6 separate regions of the Mus musculus genome follow, and all the other regions are linked to region 6. A link is a contact called in public HiChIP or PLAC-seq and capture Hi-C data. All regions are on one chromosome and are shown on one strand. The core of a region is the stretch at or near the end of the contact, and the rest is flanking DNA. Distances in the headings are between cores, read along the strand shown. Region 1 holds the start of Strn4 (striatin, calmodulin binding protein 4). Region 2 holds the start of Prkd2 (protein kinase D2). Region 3 holds the start of Dact3 (dishevelled-binding antagonist of beta-catenin 3). Region 4 holds the start of Slc1a5 (solute carrier family 1 (neutral amino acid transporter), member 5). Region 5 holds the start of Ptgir (prostaglandin I receptor (IP)). Region 6 holds the start of Ccdc61 (coiled-coil domain containing 61).

Region 1 (2,877 bases), core at 82-2,581, 2.1 Mb after region 6:
CAAAGTGTCCTTCTTGGACAGGAGGCCACACACTTCATCCTGGGACCCCTTCCTATCAAGCTTCCTCCCACCTTTCAATTGCTCCGGGCCAGCCACTCCCCCAAGGTACCCCATGCCAGCTTCCAGTCTTCCTCTCTTCACTCCCTGCACCCAGTGGATGTTAAGAGTGTGTCACCCCACTAGACATCTAGTCCATTCCACCCTGACAGCCAGCATCTGGTTAGGATCCGGAGGCGAGGCGTGGCATATTTATTCGCGCAGACCCCATCCACTTTCTCAGCACTCTGTCCCCCGGGAACCCCGAGTCGCATCGCCCAGACAGGCTCTCTGGGCTTGGGCTCGTCACTCCCACTCGCGGCTCCCGGCAGACTCGGCCCTGCTCAGATCCTCTGACCGGTCCCGGCCCGCGTCCGCCCCGAGGCCCCGAGGACCCCGCCGCCGGCCCGTCGCCGGCCCTGCCCGCCCCCTCCCGGCCGTCCCGGCGGCCATTGCTCCAAGATGGCGGCGGCGGCGGCGGCGGGTGAGGCGAGGCCGGGCCGGGCAGGACTGGGGCGGGGAGCGCGGGAGGGCAGCGGTGGCGCTCACCTGCAGCTCGGCGCGCTCGGCCTCCCAGCGGGCCTTCTCGGCTTCGAAGCGTGCCCACTCGTGTTGGATAAAGTGCAGGATCCCCGGCAGGCTGAGGGGCTCCGGGCCCGCCGTAGGGCCCGGGCTGCCTCCGCCGCCACCTCCTTTTCCTACCGGGCCGGGCCCAGGAGCAGGGCTGGAGGCCGGGGCCGCCGCCGTCGGGTTGGGAGCCGTGCCCGAGCCCAGAGGGCGGCAGGAGGAGGCGGCCGATGCGACCGCGGCGGCCGCTCGCTCCTCCATCATGGAGGCCCCGGGGCCGGCCCGCGCGCCCGCTGTACCTCGCGCGCCTGCGCGGACGCGCAGCTTCACACTTCTACACCCCCGCCTCGTGTGCGCGCGCGCGCGCGCTGGGCGGGCGAGGGGAGCGGGGACAAGCACGGGGCTGGGCGCGAGCCTCGCCCACCCACCCGGGTCGACCCCGGTGGTGCGCGCGGGCGGGGGTGCTGACAGGGAGGGGGAGGGACTGCCTCTACGTAGGCAAAGGACCCAGGGTCCCTCGCAATTGTCTCCTTTGCGGTCGAGAGACCAGACCGGACTTTTTTTTCTGCATTCTCCCCAATGTCAGAGTCCTATCCCCTCCAAATGCAAATACACCCCCATCTCTTTCACTTAGTGAAGAAAAAAAAAACAAAAAACAAAAAAGACGACCTGGGGTGGGGAGTGGGCTCTGACCAGAGGAAGTCGGTTGTCATAATAACCCTATCCAATCTGGAGGCCCCTTCCCAGTTTGCATATGTGGAGTCCCAAACCTCTACTATCATTGCACTAGGAGGAGGTTGCTAAGGTAACCCAAGTCCCTGGTGGTTCTTCTGACCCTATCCTCATCAGTTACTATAGCAACCTCCCCTCACCTAGAGCTCAGGTAGAAAAAAGGCCCAGCCCCAAAGACATTCCTCTAAGAGGAATGCCTCTGTCCCACTCCTCCCCCAGCCAACCCAGTTGCCATTACCATGGTAACCATCTCCCCTTCCCTTATGGAAAGTCCATGGATAAACCAACCAGGTGTTTTTATTTAGAAGACAAGTGCTGCTGTGGGACAGTTGCTATGGTTACAGGGCCTGGACCATTTCCAGGGAGATGAGAAACAGTTAAATCCATGCCCTGGTTACTATAACAGGGCAATCTCCCACAGTCTGATGATCCTAGCAATCAGGTCCTGTAAGATAGGGGATGTTTAGGATTAGCTCCAAAGGATGCATGAGTCTAGAGAAGAGGTTGTCATGGTAACAGTTGCTGTCACTTCTGCCCTTCTGGACACCATCATGGAAGAGGGATAGTTATAGCTTACAATTGATGACTCCTACCCACCACATCACTCCTGAGACGACTGAAGTGGTAACCAGGCTTATGGACTTCAAATAGACAAAAGAGTCTGTGACTTCATTAGCTACTTTCACGGGCGGGTAGAATGAAATTGCACTTTGTTGGGAGGGGCTGGCTCATTTGATGCTTTCTGGTTCCTCCCTCAGCAGGGCAGATGACCCAAGGTGAAACCACTCTTCTTGATCACCCTCAGCCTGAAACCTAGGGAGGTAAGAGTCCCTGGATGTCACAGTAATCACATGGGTAACTGCCCTTTCTATGTCCTTAAAGGCTTTCCTGAATGGGTCTCCTTTTTGTACCTACTGTGATTGAAAAGGCTAAGGCTAATTCCAAGTGATGCATACGCTTAGATTTTTTTCATGTGTTTGTTTATTGTGTGCATGTGCATGTGTGGAAGTCAGAGGCTGAGTTGCCGGAGTTGATTCTTTCCTTGTATTGTTTGGGTTCTGGAGACTAAACTCAGGTCTGCCTTGGTATCAAGAACCTGCTGGGCCATCTTTAAACACTGTTTTGTTGTTGTTGTTGTTGTTGTTGTTGTTGTTTTTCTGACAGTCTCATGTAGCCCAGGCTGGCCTCAAACTCAAGCAGTGGTCAAGGATGACCTTGAATTTTCAATCCTCCTGCCTCCACCTCCCAAGTGCTGGGAATACAAGCATTTAACATCAGACTCAGCGTATATAATGTGTGGGGGAAGAAATGGAAAGCTAGTATGAGCTCAGATTCACTCTCTTCCCTGACCACTTTTCCTAGGCAAGGCCCCATGTTACTCACTCCTGCTCCCGGCTGGTCTCCTACCTTACCACTAAGGTGTGCCTGTCTTCTCAGATCTGCAGAACACAGAGGCTGGGGTTGGAGCTGAGGAGACAGCTCGGTTGGTAGAGCGCTAGTGGATAATGGTAGTGTGTGCCTGTGATCCCAGCCCAGCCTTTG
Region 2 (2,718 bases), core at 96-2,595, 2.1 Mb after region 6:
ACACATGTCACCCGATCACCATGGCCAGTATGGCTTCAATTTCTACTGTTTCCAAAGACCGGAGGCCCAGGATGGGCCCATCAGAAGAGCTCTTCCTGATCAGCTGCTCCCACTTGCCCCTTCCTCCCAACTCCACACCTGGTAGGCCCCTCCCTTCCTCCCTGCTCGCTGCAGAAAACAACAAGCAGCGACAGGCAATTTGGGGAGGCCTCTGGGCACCCCACCCCTATCCGGGCCTCTCTGAAACCGGTGGTGGAGTGAGGACACGACTAGGGTGTAGTGCCCCTCCTCGTCTGTCACCTAGGCCCCTCTCTGGCCTCCCAACAATCTCAGGCCACCTCCAAAGCCTCCTCCTTTATCATGAGAGCCCCCTATGCCCTCACCTTCTGGTCCACGATAGAACAGGCTAGTTGCTTCACATGAGCCAACTCTGAGGCAGCCGGCAACAGCACGAACTCTCGGGTCAATCCGATCTGGATATGGAAGGAGACCCCCGAACCCGGAGCCGGGATCTGAGGCAGCAGAGGTGGCGGCGACTGGAGATCCAAGCCACCGGGGGGCGGAGGAGACCCGGGCCCCGGAGAGCCGGGGAGTCCTGCGGGATGGGAGGGGGCGGCGGCCATGGGGGCCAGATCCAGATCTGCCGCCCAAAGCTCACCAAGGACCCTGGGACCTAGATCCGAGAGCTCTCTTGCGGTGGTGGTAAGAACGCAGGCATTTGAGAGAGAAATCTGTCAGGTTGAGAGACGCGAGGATGGCGGGATCCTGGGCAATGAGAGAAAAGGCATCTAGTGGGTCACACGCCGGGAGTCAAGAGAGCAGAGTTCAGAAAGAAAAACAGTGGTTTGGGGAAGGGTACCCAGAGATTGGAAGGTTGGAAGAAACCAGGAAAGAAAGTCGGGTAGGGCAGGGTCCCTGGAATCAAAAGACACTGCGATCCAAGGCCCCTGGAGAAAGAAGGCTGAGAGCAAAGCAGAGGGAATGCCAGGATCCGGTGGGTTTGACGGCAGGACCAAAGTCAGGGCAGGCCTGAAGATGCTCTGCCTTGGGGGTAGAAAACGGGAGTCTGACCAGGGATCTAGTGGATCGTAGGAACCCGACTGGCTCGGGGATGAGGAGGGGTTGCCAGGGCCAGGGCTGAAAGAAGAGACTCTCACAGGTCGTGAAAGTCGGAGGAAAGTTGGATCAGGGGCGGCGGAGGAGGGAGCGTTACCGAAGGCGGGGCGGGTCGGGGACAAGGGAGGGTCGCACAGCGCGGGTAGCTCTATTTTTCCCCCTTCAAAGTTTAAGTCGGCAGCGGCGGCCCAGAAGGAAGTCTCAGGAGCGATGGCACAGCTGGCCAATCAAAGCAGGGCACCGTGACATCACAGGGCGGGCCTTACTGGGACGGAAGGGGAAGGCGGGACCCCGCACCAGGGAGTTGGGGGGAATTTGGTGGCTGGGGGTAGGAGGGCGGAAGGGTCAGCGTTTCCTCTGCACAGTCCAGCCTGGAAAGTTGACTTTTCGCCGCAGTTCACCGCGGCACGCGAGAGGGGCAGGCGCTTTGTCATTGAAGGAGTGAGCTGTCAGACTGGCACGCATCCGGCGCCCACCGCAGGGAAAGGGTCGGAAATCGTTGTCAAGTCCGGTGGCTTTACAGTTTCTGCTACTCAACCTGCCCCCAACACACACACACACACACACACACACACACACACACACACACACACACACACACACACACACACAAAAGCGCGCGTCCCCAGCTCAAAAGCCCAGTATATAAGGTGGGAAGTCGAGGAGGCCTTAGGATGCACAAGAGAGCTTAATTTCAGGTTTCTCTCCAGAGAGTTGAGGGTACAAAGCCTGTCCCTCCAACCAAGGTGGCATGACAAAGGACACCACCACTTGATAGACCTCCTGTGAGACCAAGTGCCGACATCTTTCTGGCTGTGTGACTTCTCCACTGTGAGCCTTAGTTTTTCTGTCATGAGGCCGAAATACAGGTGGTGCCTGGACACTGCTAAAGTTGAGTTGATGTGGCTGCCTTTGATTTTGCAGAGGAAAGGGAAGGCACTGAAAACATCCAGGGGTGTCTGGGTGGGTGTGTTAACGGAATCATCCAACATGTGGCTGGTGAGATGGCCAGGTGGGGAAAGGCATTTGAAGCCAAGCTCACTGGCCTGAGTTCAATCCTGTACACTCACATAGTCAAAGGAGAACCAGCTGAGCTACTGTGGGTTGTCCTGACCTCCACCCTTCTCTGAAATAAACAGTAGTGCAATAACAGGAAATCTAAAAAGCTAACATCAACTGAGAGCCTGTGAGTCTGTGTAGTCAACTCTAACTCCATCAAGAGCCGTTCTGACTTTTACTCCAGTAGTCAGGCAGTGGCTACCAATTAGTTTTCACATCCAGGTAGCTGGAGCTTTAAGAGAGCAGCAACTTGTCCACAAGGGCCCCCCCTTACTGGTTCAGCGCTGCTGGGGGCAGCTGAGGTGGGTACAGTGCTGGCTGTCACCACATCCGGGGGCAGAGGCTGGGGAAGGAAGTCTGAGGCTGGAGTGAAAACCCAAACTACCACCTGGGGAAGTTGCAAAGAGGGACAGGGGGAGGCAAGGCCACGTGGAGCTCACAGCCTGGCTAATGAGTGTCCCCTAAAAACCACATGCCTACATGTACCTTCTAGACAGGCATGTCCCCAGCATGTTTGACTGCCTGCTTCTGGGACTCACGGCC
Region 3 (2,700 bases), core at 105-2,604, 2.0 Mb after region 6:
GTACCGGGATGGGATGGGCCAGGGGAGTGGGCTGGGGGAAGGGAAGAGAGATGGAGACAGACATTAGGCAGAAAAACATTGAGGCCTAGAGACAGACCACGACCCCATTTCTAATCTCCTCTGTTTTTGGAAGCTTTACAGGTCTTGGAAGACCATAGAGACAGAGACTGTGTTAAGGAAATGAAACAGAGATGCTGGGGTATGGAAAGGTTGGAGCAACAACCGGAAAGGGTCTCCAGACTCAAGGAGTGATGTAGGGAGGGAGAAAGAGCTGGAGCCTTTTCAATTTGAAAGTCATCATTAGAGTTCCTCGGCGAATCATACTCTCTCTCCCCTCACTCCCTAGCTATCTTCACCTGGCCTCCCCGTGTTACTGAGCCATGGGACCAAGTAGAAGAAAGAAGTGTCATTGGGTTGATCAAAATGCCCCCGGGGGTCCTCAGGGACTGTTCGGGGGTTTCTCAGCAGCCGGTCTCTCTCTCCAGAGGCCTGAAGATTCCCCTTCCCCCACCCCGCCCCCTCCAGGGATCTCCAAGCACCCCGAGACTTAAGGAAAGATGAAGATGGATTCCGGGTAGCGGGGCCCAGAGGGAGGTTATGTTTGAATGCCGGCTGTGTGACCTTGGGTGAGTCTCTTCCTGTCTCTAAGCCTCAGTTTTTTTCTCTGTAAAATGGGGACTTTCAAACCCTCATGAAATAGGAAATCTGTAAGAAGACGAATGTTTGGTTTAACACACACTAGGCATCCAGGACGGTTAACAGGGTCCATGCTGAGTCCAACGGAGGCCGTGCATCCTCCCTATCAGCTCTATTTGGGGGTAGGAAAAGCCAGGTCTCCAGTCTTATCTCTTTCCCCCTGCCTGCTCCCCTACCCTAGGACCGGTGTGCTGAGCATACACTACCAAGACAGACAGACGGACACAGGAGCAGGGAGGTGGGGGAACGAATGGGGGAGGGAGGAATGCATGGATGGACGCACGGACAGGCGACCCCTCACCAGCTGCTCCTCCAGGGCTGCTGCGGCCCTGCGCGCCGCTGCCGCATCCTCGTCCTCCTCGGCGTCCTCCTCGTCCTCAGCCTCGGCGCCCCCCATCCCGGGCTGGGCCAGCCGCAGCGCCTGCTGCACGCGGTACTCCTGCCTCTCTCGGAGCCAATGCAACTCGCAGAGCCCGGCCAGGCTGCCTTCCAACCATCCCCGCAGCCGACCCCGCTCCGGGCTCACCGGGAACGAGAAGGCCCGGATCATGGCTGCGGCCCCCCGCCCCAGCCCGGCCGGGCCCCACGGCCGCCCCTCTCGCCGGTCCCACCTCCCCGCCCCAGCAGCCCGCCCGCCCGCTGGCCGGGCTGTCACCGTCTCATCTGCATAGGCGCCCGCCCATTGGGCCGCCCACCCGCGCCTCATCTACATGACCACGCCCCTGAAGGCACGACAACGACCTACTATTGGTTGTTGCCTTCCGTGACGCAGGGCTCCGCCCCGCCCCATTTTTCCTTAACAACGCATGCCCAGGACTACCTACGGGGGTATCAGACTCGCCACGCCCCTTTGTGCGGCGATCCTGGGGCTGTGGCCACGCCTTCTTTATAATCACAATGAAGCAAGCCCGCCCTTGCTCCAATTTCATTGGTGCCAGTCGCTTGGTTCTGGAGCTGGTTCCGCCCCCTTGCGGGCGAGCGCTGGCTGCCATTGGGCTCTCCAGGTCCAGGGAAGGGTGGTCTATAAATAGAGACTGGATCCACGTGACAGCTCCGCAGCTGCTCTTGCCGCCCCTCCCAAACTTTCAGCTTCTGAGTCTGCGCAGAAGGATCATCAGTGATGATTGAATCCGGATCACGCCTCCTCTTCCAGGCAGCTTTCCCAGACCCTCAGAAGTAAAGCGGATTGAACATCTTACGGTTTGATTATGCTTTTAAGCAGGACCTGTTCAAACCGGCTCTGTAATTCCATCATAGGGGAGGCTGAACCAGGAGGAGAATTGAGAGTTCAAGGCCAGCCTAAACTACATAGTGAATTTCAAGCTAGTTTGGATTACACAGCGAGTTTCTGTCTCATCAAAACAGCACATTTACGGAATTACAAGACCCTGGGTGAAATATTCTATGCTTTGACCAGAAGAGAATCTGAGGTCTTTTTTGTCTTCCAGGTGCGGTGGAGCTGAGTTCCACCAGTCTGAGCTCGCAGGGGCCTTTGTTCACGGTTCTAAGAGGCTTTGTTCTCAGTCTTCTGAGATGCTCTGTTCTCAACGTTCTGAAGTTCTAAATCTGAGCCTGCCTGCTTTCGAAGGCTGCATTCTGCCTCTTCTCACTGGGCAAGCCGGGCTAGCGCCCCCTCACGCGGCCAGCATGTGTCACTACACCCGGTGTGTCGGCAACGTTTGTGAAATAGCCCATTTCTCAGACGGACCTTTGACTCCTTAAAAGCTCAGATCTGGAAGGGAGGATGGGGCCGTAGAATCGCGGTGAGTTCGAGGCCAATCTGGGCTAACTATGACAGCCTGTCATTGAAAGAAAAATATAGTGTGAAACTGTCTTTTATAATGTTTTATGATCATCTGGCAATAACCAACTTTGATGTGGTGAGTCTATGCCACTTTAAGGCAGAGTAACACTAGGAAACGTATTTGGTCTCTCTGTGCTCTTCATCTACATCTAAAAAAAAGTTATTCTGAACGTTTAACAGCATAATTATGTTTTGTTTTG
Region 4 (2,700 bases), core at 150-2,649, 2.1 Mb after region 6:
TTTTTCCTTCCTCTAAAAGCCCTCCATGTTTAGGCCCGCCCCCAAATTTGGAGAACTTCCGTAAAAGTTCACCCTTCCAAGATGTTAGCGGTCCTGTCACCGTTACCTTATTTTCCTAGATTCTAGAAGGCATGACTCAATCTGGAGGACTCAACCTTGGTGACTAGTGGCGGCACACACGGGTAATCCCTGTACTCAGAGGGGGTAAAGCAGAAAGATTGCACGCTTGCACTGGCCCCTAACCACCCCACTGCCTGGCGGGAACGTACCTCACGAGATCTAGAAAGGAATCCAGCACCTCTTTGGTTGGTGCACTGCGGGCACAGGGGTCTACAACAGAGTCGTTGATGGAGGTGATGGCGGTAACGGCGGCGCCCGGCTTCAGCGCCAGGGCCAAACCCACGCCGAGCGCCGACGCGAGCAGTGTGGTGACCAGGAAAAAGAGCAGCGCCCAGGCGCCCACACGACCGAGCGCGCTAGGGTCCAAGCTGGCTGCACCTCCGATCAGGCTGCACACCACGAGCGGCAGGATGATCATCTTCAGCAGACGCAGCAGCAGCTCTCCCGGGAAGGCGAAAGCGGTCAAGCGCGCGGGACCCAGCGCGTCAGCACCGCCCGCCGCCGAGACCCCCAGCCCCAGCCCCACGCCAGCCACCACCGCAGCCACCGTGAGCAGCACCAGCAGGTTGGCGCGAATGCAGCGGCGCACCCGGTCACGGGAACCGCAGCAACCACCTGCTTTCGCACTCTGGTCCTCTCTGGATCCCAGCGCGGGGCCACCGTTCGCGGTGGAATCCACCGCTACTACCCCTTTGGGGTCAGCCTTAGGGGGATCCACTGCCATGCTGAGCCGTAACAGGGAGGTTCCTTGTGAGCCTGGAGACTAGGTGTGACGTCCTTAGGACCGAGAATGGAGGCTGAAACTTTGCAGCGGTCCTTGAAGTTATGCGTCCACCGGATCTCGGAAACTGGAGGGTCCTAGGCTCCCTGAGCTGTATGCGGAGATCCCTTTATTTTTCCTGGTGATGTCGAATCCCCGAAAACTGGGAGTTGAGAGCGCCTTGTTGGAGTAGGGAACAGCTCTTCAGAGGGTTCTTTGACTCCCTGAAGGAGTAAGGAAACTCAGGTAGCTGAGGTCTTCAGGAAGCTCAACCCAAGTGGCATAGATCCGGGATGCCTTGCTCCGGGAGACCGAGATCCCAGGATTAGGACGCCTGGCTCTCGGACTCTTGGGTACTGGAGCCCTAGAAGGAGTGGACCGAGCGTTTCGGGCTCTGGAGAGAAAAATCAAATTTCCAGATGCAAATAGGAAGCAGCCCGGGGGATATGGAAAGTGGCGCCAAGGAGAAACCTCCCAGGCCGCGCCGCGTGTCTCTGAGGCTGCTAGACGGAAGCGACCAGGATTAAAGGCGGAGGGGCGTGACTTGAAAAAGCGGAGGGCGGGACTTGAAAAGGCGGAGGCCGTCCCGCAAGCGCTGATTGGTTATGGAACATTCGGCGCCAGGTGGCGAGCGAGGGGCGGAGCCAAGATCACAGTGGGCAACCTAGGGTGAATAACAATGCATAGCCAGGGGCGGGGCCGGGGCAAGGGCATCGAGCCAGAAAGGGTGCAAAGCCTCCAAAAGGGGCGGGGCGTTGGGAAACTATCCAACCCACACCCACCCACACGCACCTCACCACTGGTCAAAAGAATCTAATTGTGGATCATATCTGATATTCCACAGAAGGACCCCTAGAAAGGGCAGACAGATGAGTGGCACACACCTTTAATCCCTGCTCTCAGGAGGCAGAGGCAGGCAGATAGATCTCTGTGAGTTCAAGATCAGCCTTGGTTGGTCTACAGAGCGAGTTCTAGGGCTGCCAGGGCTACATAAAGAAAAAGAAACCCAGTCTGTAGAAACAAATTGGGGAAAGGGAGGGAGGAGGGGCCAGTAGGCCCCAACATTGAATGTGGGGGATTTGAACTCAGGCCCTCATGCTTGAGCTGCAACCCAGTCTCTTTCCTCAGATAGTCACAGATTGGGTCCTCCCCACAGGAGCATGGCACATGCAACACACACAAATAAACAAATATATAAATAAATGTAGCAAAAAATATTTAAATGGCCAGTTCACCACAAACATTCTTAGTTTAGACACTGTTACCCATCAACTGTAAGAATAACAGACTTAGAGAGGAGGAGGAGGAGGAGGAGGAAGAGGAGGAGGAAAGAGGTCTGCTGAATCCAGAATCTTTGGGACATGTAGGGTGGGGAAAATGAGGCTGAAGTTTGTGGATCAGGATTGGCTAGGAGCGTTCTGCCCCACTGCCTGCCCCTAGTAAGAGAAATACTCAAACTGGTTCCAGCCAGCTCTTTGGCCCAACCTCCTACCCGGATTCCTTGTGATTTCATCAGTGGGAGAAAGGTCTGGGGCTTCCCAAAGGGTGAAGCAGGGTAGTGAGAGGCTGGGCTGAAGGAGGAGGACAGCCAAGAGTCCCTTCCTGAACTCTGTTGACCACTTGAGAAACGCCCTGAAGAATGGCTCTTTTGGAAAGTCTGGAGCTTGCCTGGAGGTGGAGCAAAGGAGGCTACAGGGCTCAGTCTGTTCTACCAGGCGCTCACCCGCAGCTCTCAGGACTGCAATCCCAACTATGGAAGGATTCCAAGGTCATGACCAGCCTGGGCCACAGACATCAGAGTAAAGATGGGAATGAGGGGC
Region 5 (2,700 bases), core at 171-2,670, 2.0 Mb after region 6:
GTTGTGGATCCTGTTATCACAACGGTGTGTTGGATAGGGGAGCCGGCTGAGAGGTGTTGACAGGACAGCTAAGGGCTAGAGATTGTCTAGTGGAGGAAAAGAAAGCAGAGAGACTTCTTGGAGTACTCAGGAGTACATGGAACACAAAGTCACCATCTGACCCTTTCTGAGCCTCGGTTTTCACATCTGTCAAATAGACACGACAAGTGGAGAGCACAGATGGATGCTGCCCTCCACTCCTCCCCCTGCACCCCAGCTCCGAGGGACACTCACCATGAGAGGCAGGGAGCACACGGCCATGATGACGGTCATGAGGGCCAGCAGAATCAGGTGGTAAACTTCATCCTCTCGTGCCCGAGAGGTCGGTACAAACGAGCCATGGTGGCGTCTCTGTTGGCGGTACATGTGATAGAGGCTGAGAGTGACGGAGCCGTTGCAGAAGAAGATGGAGGTCACCAACAGGGCCATGAGACTGGCGTAGGCCAGGGAGAAGGCACAGCCGCCAGGCTGGGCGGAACGCATGCGGATGAAGCACCAGCTCCCTGGGCAATACTGCTGATGCTCGCCCAGGCCCAGCAGGGGCAGTGAGCAGAAGAGGCAGCAGAAAGCGTAGATGGAAGGCAAGGCAAAGCGGGCGCAGCGCGGCCCGTCCAGCTGGGCGTACAGGTAGGGGTGACTGAGTGCCAGGCACCGCTCCACAGCCATGGCAAAGAGGATGAGCGTGGAGGCCAGGCCGAAGAACGTCATGGCGAAGGCGAAAGTGTCACACAGCATCGTCCCACCGTGGGCCAGGCCCAGCAGAGAGCTGTTTCGAGCATAGGCCACAAACACTGCAGGGCTCAAGAAGCACGTGCCCAGCAGATCCGTCACCGCCAGCCCAGTGACCAACACCGCAAAGGCCGATGGGTGTGACCTCCGTCGGGCACCCAGGATGCCCAATGCCAGCCCGTTGCCCACTACACCAGCCACGAACATCAGCGTGCTGGTGGCAGGTCCTACCGAGTCTTGAACGTAGGTGATATTCCAGCAGGAGCCTGCCATGCCCTGCCACTCTCTGCCACCTGCACTGAGAGGGCTCCCAGGAGTGACAGAAGGGGGTCCAGGATGTCCATCGCTGGCCATCATCTTCATAGGATCTGGGATCTGCCAGTCAATTCCCAGTTGCCCGTGTGTTTCTGTCTTTTGTTTCTGTCTTCTCCTGTGTCTGTCCCTCTCCTGTTTCTTTCCTTCTCTGTCAGGTCCTTGTCCCTTTGTGCCTCAGTGTTCCCTGTCCCCTACCCCCTGTTCTTTCCTCTACACTTCTCTGTCACCTCCTTGACATTTCTGCTTTCTAGACCCTCCAGCACCTCTGCCTTCTGAAGTCCCTCAGTCTCTCCTGTCTGTGTGCGAGTCTGTGTAGATCTCTGTCAGCTTCTCCCTCCTAGGGCCCGCCCTCCCCCTCCCTCCTCATCTTGCCTCCTCGCCCCAGCTTTTTTCATTTCCTCTCTGCCCCGCCCTCCTCCCCCTGTGCTGGTCTCCAGAGGCCCCCTCGGGCTCCCTGCCTGCTTTCCCTGGCTTGTACCCCATCTCCTGCTCTGAGTATCCGTCTCTTGCCTCTGCCTCTCCTCCTGCCTCTTCCTCATACAGTCCACAGCACAGTCACCTGCTGCCACCTCCACCCCCACTCAACCTTTTCTGTTTTTCATACGTGCCCCCTCCCCAGCATCTCATCTCTATGTCTGTCTGTCTGTCTCTACCTCTGTGTCTGTCTGCCCCACCCCTCTCCAAATGCATTCATATCTAAGTCCCTCTTCGTGTTACCTAGTATCAGAACCTCACCACCACCACCACCACCACCACCAACCCAAGGAAGCCAGACAGGTCCTAGTGCTGAGTGGTTCTCCAGCTTAGCCATGGCCTGAACTGTGTGTGAACAGCCTCTGAGAGCTATTCTGGGCTTCAGGCCCTGGGGTTAGGCCCTGGCCCTGGGATTGAGAAATGACCAGGAAATTCCCCCATGATGTAGTGTTTTCCAGACACCATGGAGAGTCCTGGTCCCTGGACACAATTCACTCCTTCCAGGAGTTGAAGAAGGAGGCCGCCTGACCAGACCTCATCCATGGGCTCCTAGCTCAGGACGCACAGTCCATGCATGGTCTGCAGTTCACAGGGCTTTGGTGACCCACCATTAAAGGTTGACCTTTACTTCGCACCATAGCACTTCCAGGCCCCAGTCACCGCTCACGACACTGACTTCCGATACTAACACTTTGGCGATGGATAGCCATCTCAGGCTCCAGCTCTGCTCCCACACACAAGGCTCCACCCATCCTCCCTCAGCAACACCCTCCCCCGACCATGCCGCCTCCCTCAGATCAGTGTCAGCCCAGCTGTCAGTACAGAGGTGATGGGACCTTCACTGACTCCACAGTTCCTGCTGGAGGGTCAGAGGGGACCTTAGAGACCCCAGTCACCTTGTGTGGCTTCCTTTCCTTTCTTTTCTTTTCCTTTCTTTTCTTTTCTTTTCTTTTTTTAAAAAATCTGTTCTTGCTGCTGCTGCTGCTGCTCTGCTGTTTTTTTAAACAGATTTCACGTGGCCAAGGCTGGCCTCAAACTTTCTATGTAACCAAAAAATGACCTTAACCTTAAAAAAGCAAAAAGATTGTGTGTGTGTGTGTGTGTGTGTGTGTGTGTGTGTGTGTGCTTGTGCGTGTGTGTATG
Region 6 (2,840 bases), core at 56-2,555:
CCACTGAGCCTTTGTCTGCCCTTGCACAGATCAGAGGTGAATATTGCAATCTTCCTCAAGGTCTCCACACCTTAATTTTTGAGAACAGGATCTCTCATTGAACCAGGAGCTCACTGAGTGGCTAGGCAGGCTGGCTAGTGAAAGCTTGGTATCCTGTTCTTGTTTTGTTAGGAATAGGGTTACAGATGCTGTGGTCGTGGCACATGCACCCTAACACACACACACACACACACACACACACACACAAAGTGTCATCTAATAAATAAGTAAACTCCTCTAGCCTGATGCCATGGTGTATGTGCCTTTAATCCCAGAACTCAGGAGGTAGAGGCAGAGGCATGGGGGTCTCGGTGACTTCGAGGACAACCTGATCTACGTAGTGAAATTCAGGCTAGCCAAAGCTATAGCGTGAGATATGTCTCAAGACAACTTCAGGAGGTTGGGGAGAAAGAAAAGAAAGAAAAAGAGCACTGGCTGCTCTTCTAAAGGGCCTGGAGCTCAGTTTCCAGCATCCCTAAGGTGCTTCACAACCATTTGTAACTACAGTCCGAGGCTCCTGACGCCGTCTTCCGACCTCTGCAGGCACCAGGCACACGCGTCGTGCACAGGCATACACGCAGGCATAAAACTCACACATATAAAATAAATAAATCTAAAACTATTAAAAAATAACTCCTACTTTGCTGTGTTGAGCTTTAATGAAGCCAGTGCCATGCCAGGCATGGTGGTACAACTCCAGTAATCTCAGTACCGGGAAGGTGGAGGCAGGAGGATCAGGAGTTCAAGGATGCATAGGAGACTAGCTTGGGCCACTTGAGGTTTTGTCATGCATGCACTGACAAAGCCAAGTCTAGCAAACCGATCAGGGTATACTTAGGCTGTCCTTACAGTTGAGAATATCCTCTAAGCCTCCTGACTTGAAGGCTCGGACCTTCCTCTGAGCAAGTTCCACACTCTAGTCAGCCCCTTCCTTCTCTGTGGGCGAGGCCTGCCTTGCTGGGGGTGGTGGGTGTGGTAGGCGGAGTAAAAATGCTATTTCCGGGATCCTCCTTCTACTCCAAGGGACCACCTTTTTCTTATGATTGGCAGAATATCTACCCAATAATCACTAGAAACAGACTGTAAACCTCGGAGGTCTCCCCACACGTGTTAGTAACGCCTCTTCCAAATAGACCAATTGTAAACTTCGGAAGGCGGGTTCTCCCATGGGGGCGGGACAGAGTGACGGGCGTCGCTTTTGACTTATGGAAACATGGCTGCCTGTAAGATCAGACCAATCAGAAGTGAGAAGGCCGGATGTGGGCGGAGCTGAAACTTCGGCGGTTGAACCGCTCGTGAAGATCGAGTCCGTGGAGGTGAAGAGCGAGTACGCGGGTGTGGGCGCGGGCTCCAGGCGCGGGCTGCAGGCGCGGGCAGTGGGGAGTCCCCAGAGCACCGATTCTTTCACGCAGGTGGACGCCAGAACCTATGCAAGCTGGAGATTTCACGGGGTCTTTAATGCATCATGTTGTCGCTCGCGAGATACGCGGCTAGAACTTAGAGAACCCTTACCGAATACTGCACTAGAGCTTGTAAGGTAGAGTTTTATTTTATATATATTACACCCCACGAGGTGCGGAGGGGGTGTCCTCGAGATGCCGTAGGTTCTGAACTTGAGTTGGTTTGGAGGATGGAGGCAGGTGAAGACAAGGCAGGGTTGAGGTTCCAGGGTTGAGGGTGTGTTCCTACCCTACGGACCAGAGGCGTTTACTGTGTGCAGGCTCTGAGCAAGTTATTTGTCGTGAAATCACTTTTAATTCTCGCTTTCTTTGCAGTGCTAGATGACAAACTTTGAAATGTTAGTCAATAGTTCTACCACTGCTGCCGAGGTCGGGAACGAGTCTTATGTTTTGTTTTTGAGACAGTGTCTCGCCTTTTTTCCTTGAACGCATAGAAATTATTGTGTGTTCACACAAGTGTGTGATGGGAGGGGGATTCATATCACAGGATGGGTGTGTAGTGACAGCTTTGGAATTTTGGTTCCTTTAAAAAACACAGAAATATTATAAGAATATGTTTTCATTTTAATCCCAGGTGTACCTGTTTTGGACAGTTCTCAGCTTACTATGATTTGCCGCTTGCTCTAGCAGAAGTGTGTTTTTGCCAGCTGCAGATAATTTTTTTTTCGATTGTGTGACATTTGGAATTTTGGGAACATTTTAGAGAGCATATAAATGTTAGGGCCCCCAAGAAGCATGTGTGCCTGTATGTGTATGTGCATGTGTGCAGGGTTGTTGGTCATTTAGGAAGGTTGGTTGTGGTTTGTTAGTAGTCACGGTCGAAGAAGAAACAAAAGGAAAGAAATTAGATTCAGGGGTTTTCCTAATTCCTCTCTTCCCCTCTATCCTTGTTTTCTCTCCTATCTAGTATTTAGGGGGTGAAAATGGGAGATAAAGCCTGGGGGAAAGAACCCACAAAGTAGCAAGGACCAGCTATATGGCTGTGGCTGTGGAGGTCGGACAACAACACTGGGTTGGTTCTCTCCTTCCACCTTTCTGTGGATTCTAGGGGTCAAGCTCCGCTCTTTGGGTTTACACAGCAGGAAGCTTTACCCATTGAGTCGTCTGGACAGCCCCTCTGAATGAACCCTGAAGTGTCATAACGCATCCTACAGTGGCACACCTTTGTAATCCCAGGACTGGGCAGCTGAGGCGAAGGACTGGCAGTTTGAGATCAGTCTGGGTCACAGGATGAGCTTGGGGCTCGTTTTACCTAAAGAGGGAGACCTTGTCTCAAAACAAACCTAGAGAAGAGAGTGTGAGCTTTGGTATCTGTTTGCCCAAGTTTGGGCCCTGGCACTG

Evidence for each region. HiChIP or PLAC-seq counts read pairs in DNA pulled down with a chosen protein or histone mark. Capture Hi-C pulls out chosen DNA fragments and counts their contacts.
Region 1: a capture Hi-C map of embryonic stem cells shows a contact between it and region 6, with 7 times the contacts expected there. The contact joins the promoter of Strn4 here to the promoter of Ccdc61 in region 6. A contact is called at or near these places in 4 of 115 datasets of contacts at active chromatin or transcription factors (embryonic hindbrain, embryonic stem cells, forebrain and 1 more) and 2 of 9 other capture datasets (embryonic stem cells and liver).
Region 2: a contact with region 6 is called in an H3K27ac HiChIP or PLAC-seq map of embryonic stem cells, with 13 times the contacts expected there. The contact joins the promoter of Prkd2 here to the promoter of Ccdc61 in region 6. A contact is called at or near these places in 5 of 39 promoter capture datasets (embryonic stem cells, hippocampal neurons and stem cell-derived epiblast-like cells), 4 of 115 datasets of contacts at active chromatin or transcription factors (embryonic forebrain, embryonic midbrain and embryonic stem cells) and 3 of 9 other capture datasets (adipose tissue, embryonic stem cells and pancreatic islet).
Region 3: a contact with region 6 is called in a capture Hi-C map of embryonic stem cells, with 7 times the contacts expected there. The contact joins the promoter of Dact3 here to the promoter of Ccdc61 in region 6. A contact is called at or near these places in 3 of 39 promoter capture datasets (cranial neural crest, liver and second pharyngeal arch cranial neural crest), 1 of 484 Hi-C or Micro-C datasets (muscle stem cells), 6 of 115 datasets of contacts at active chromatin or transcription factors (astrocytes, embryonic hindbrain, embryonic stem cells and 1 more) and 1 of 9 other capture datasets (embryonic stem cells).
Region 4: a contact with region 6 is called in an H3K27ac HiChIP or PLAC-seq map of embryonic stem cells, with 6 times the contacts expected there. The contact joins the promoter of Slc1a5 here to the promoter of Ccdc61 in region 6. A contact is called at or near these places in 1 of 39 promoter capture datasets (embryonic stem cells), 4 of 115 datasets of contacts at active chromatin or transcription factors (embryonic stem cells and stem cell-derived neural progenitor cells) and 1 of 9 other capture datasets (liver).
Region 5: a capture Hi-C map of embryonic stem cells shows a contact between it and region 6, with 10 times the contacts expected there. The contact joins the promoter of Ptgir here to the promoter of Ccdc61 in region 6. A contact is called at or near these places in 1 of 39 promoter capture datasets (embryonic stem cells), 1 of 115 datasets of contacts at active chromatin or transcription factors (large pre-B cells) and 1 of 9 other capture datasets (embryonic stem cells).

Annotation. Positions count from the first base shown.
Region 1 is chr7:16,814,343-16,817,219 of GRCm38.p6, reverse strand. Strn4 (striatin, calmodulin binding protein 4) reads right to left here and starts at 1,331. Exons shown (of 18, transcript NM_133789.3): 1 at 586-1,331. The coding sequence starts at 867. Fkrp (fukutin related protein) reads left to right here and starts at 488. Exons shown (of 3, transcript NM_173430.2): 1 at 488-520; 2 at 2,094-2,156.
Region 2 is chr7:16,841,529-16,844,246 of GRCm38.p6, reverse strand. Prkd2 (protein kinase D2) reads right to left here and starts at 1,345. Exons shown (of 19, transcript NM_001252458.1): 1 at 1,214-1,345; 2 at 384-765. The coding sequence starts at 623.
Region 3 is chr7:16,873,971-16,876,670 of GRCm38.p6, reverse strand. Dact3 (dishevelled-binding antagonist of beta-catenin 3) reads right to left here and starts at 1,354. Exons shown (of 4, transcript NM_001081655.1): 1 at 998-1,354. The coding sequence starts at 1,246. It overlaps 9330104G04Rik (RIKEN cDNA 9330104G04 gene), which reads left to right and starts at 1,785. Exons shown (of 2, transcript NR_152128.1): 1 at 1,785-2,459.
Region 4 is chr7:16,780,045-16,782,744 of GRCm38.p6, reverse strand. Slc1a5 (solute carrier family 1 (neutral amino acid transporter), member 5) reads right to left here and starts at 1,399. Exons shown (of 9, transcript NM_009201.2): 1 at 270-1,399. The coding sequence starts at 844.
Region 5 is chr7:16,905,210-16,907,909 of GRCm38.p6, reverse strand. It overlaps Ptgir (prostaglandin I receptor (IP)), which reads right to left and starts at 1,420. Exons shown (of 2, transcript NM_008967.3): 1 at 274-1,420. The coding sequence starts at 1,125.
Region 6 is chr7:18,908,869-18,911,708 of GRCm38.p6, reverse strand. Ccdc61 (coiled-coil domain containing 61) reads left to right here and starts at 1,305. Exons shown (of 14, transcript NM_001033314.3): 1 at 1,305-1,576.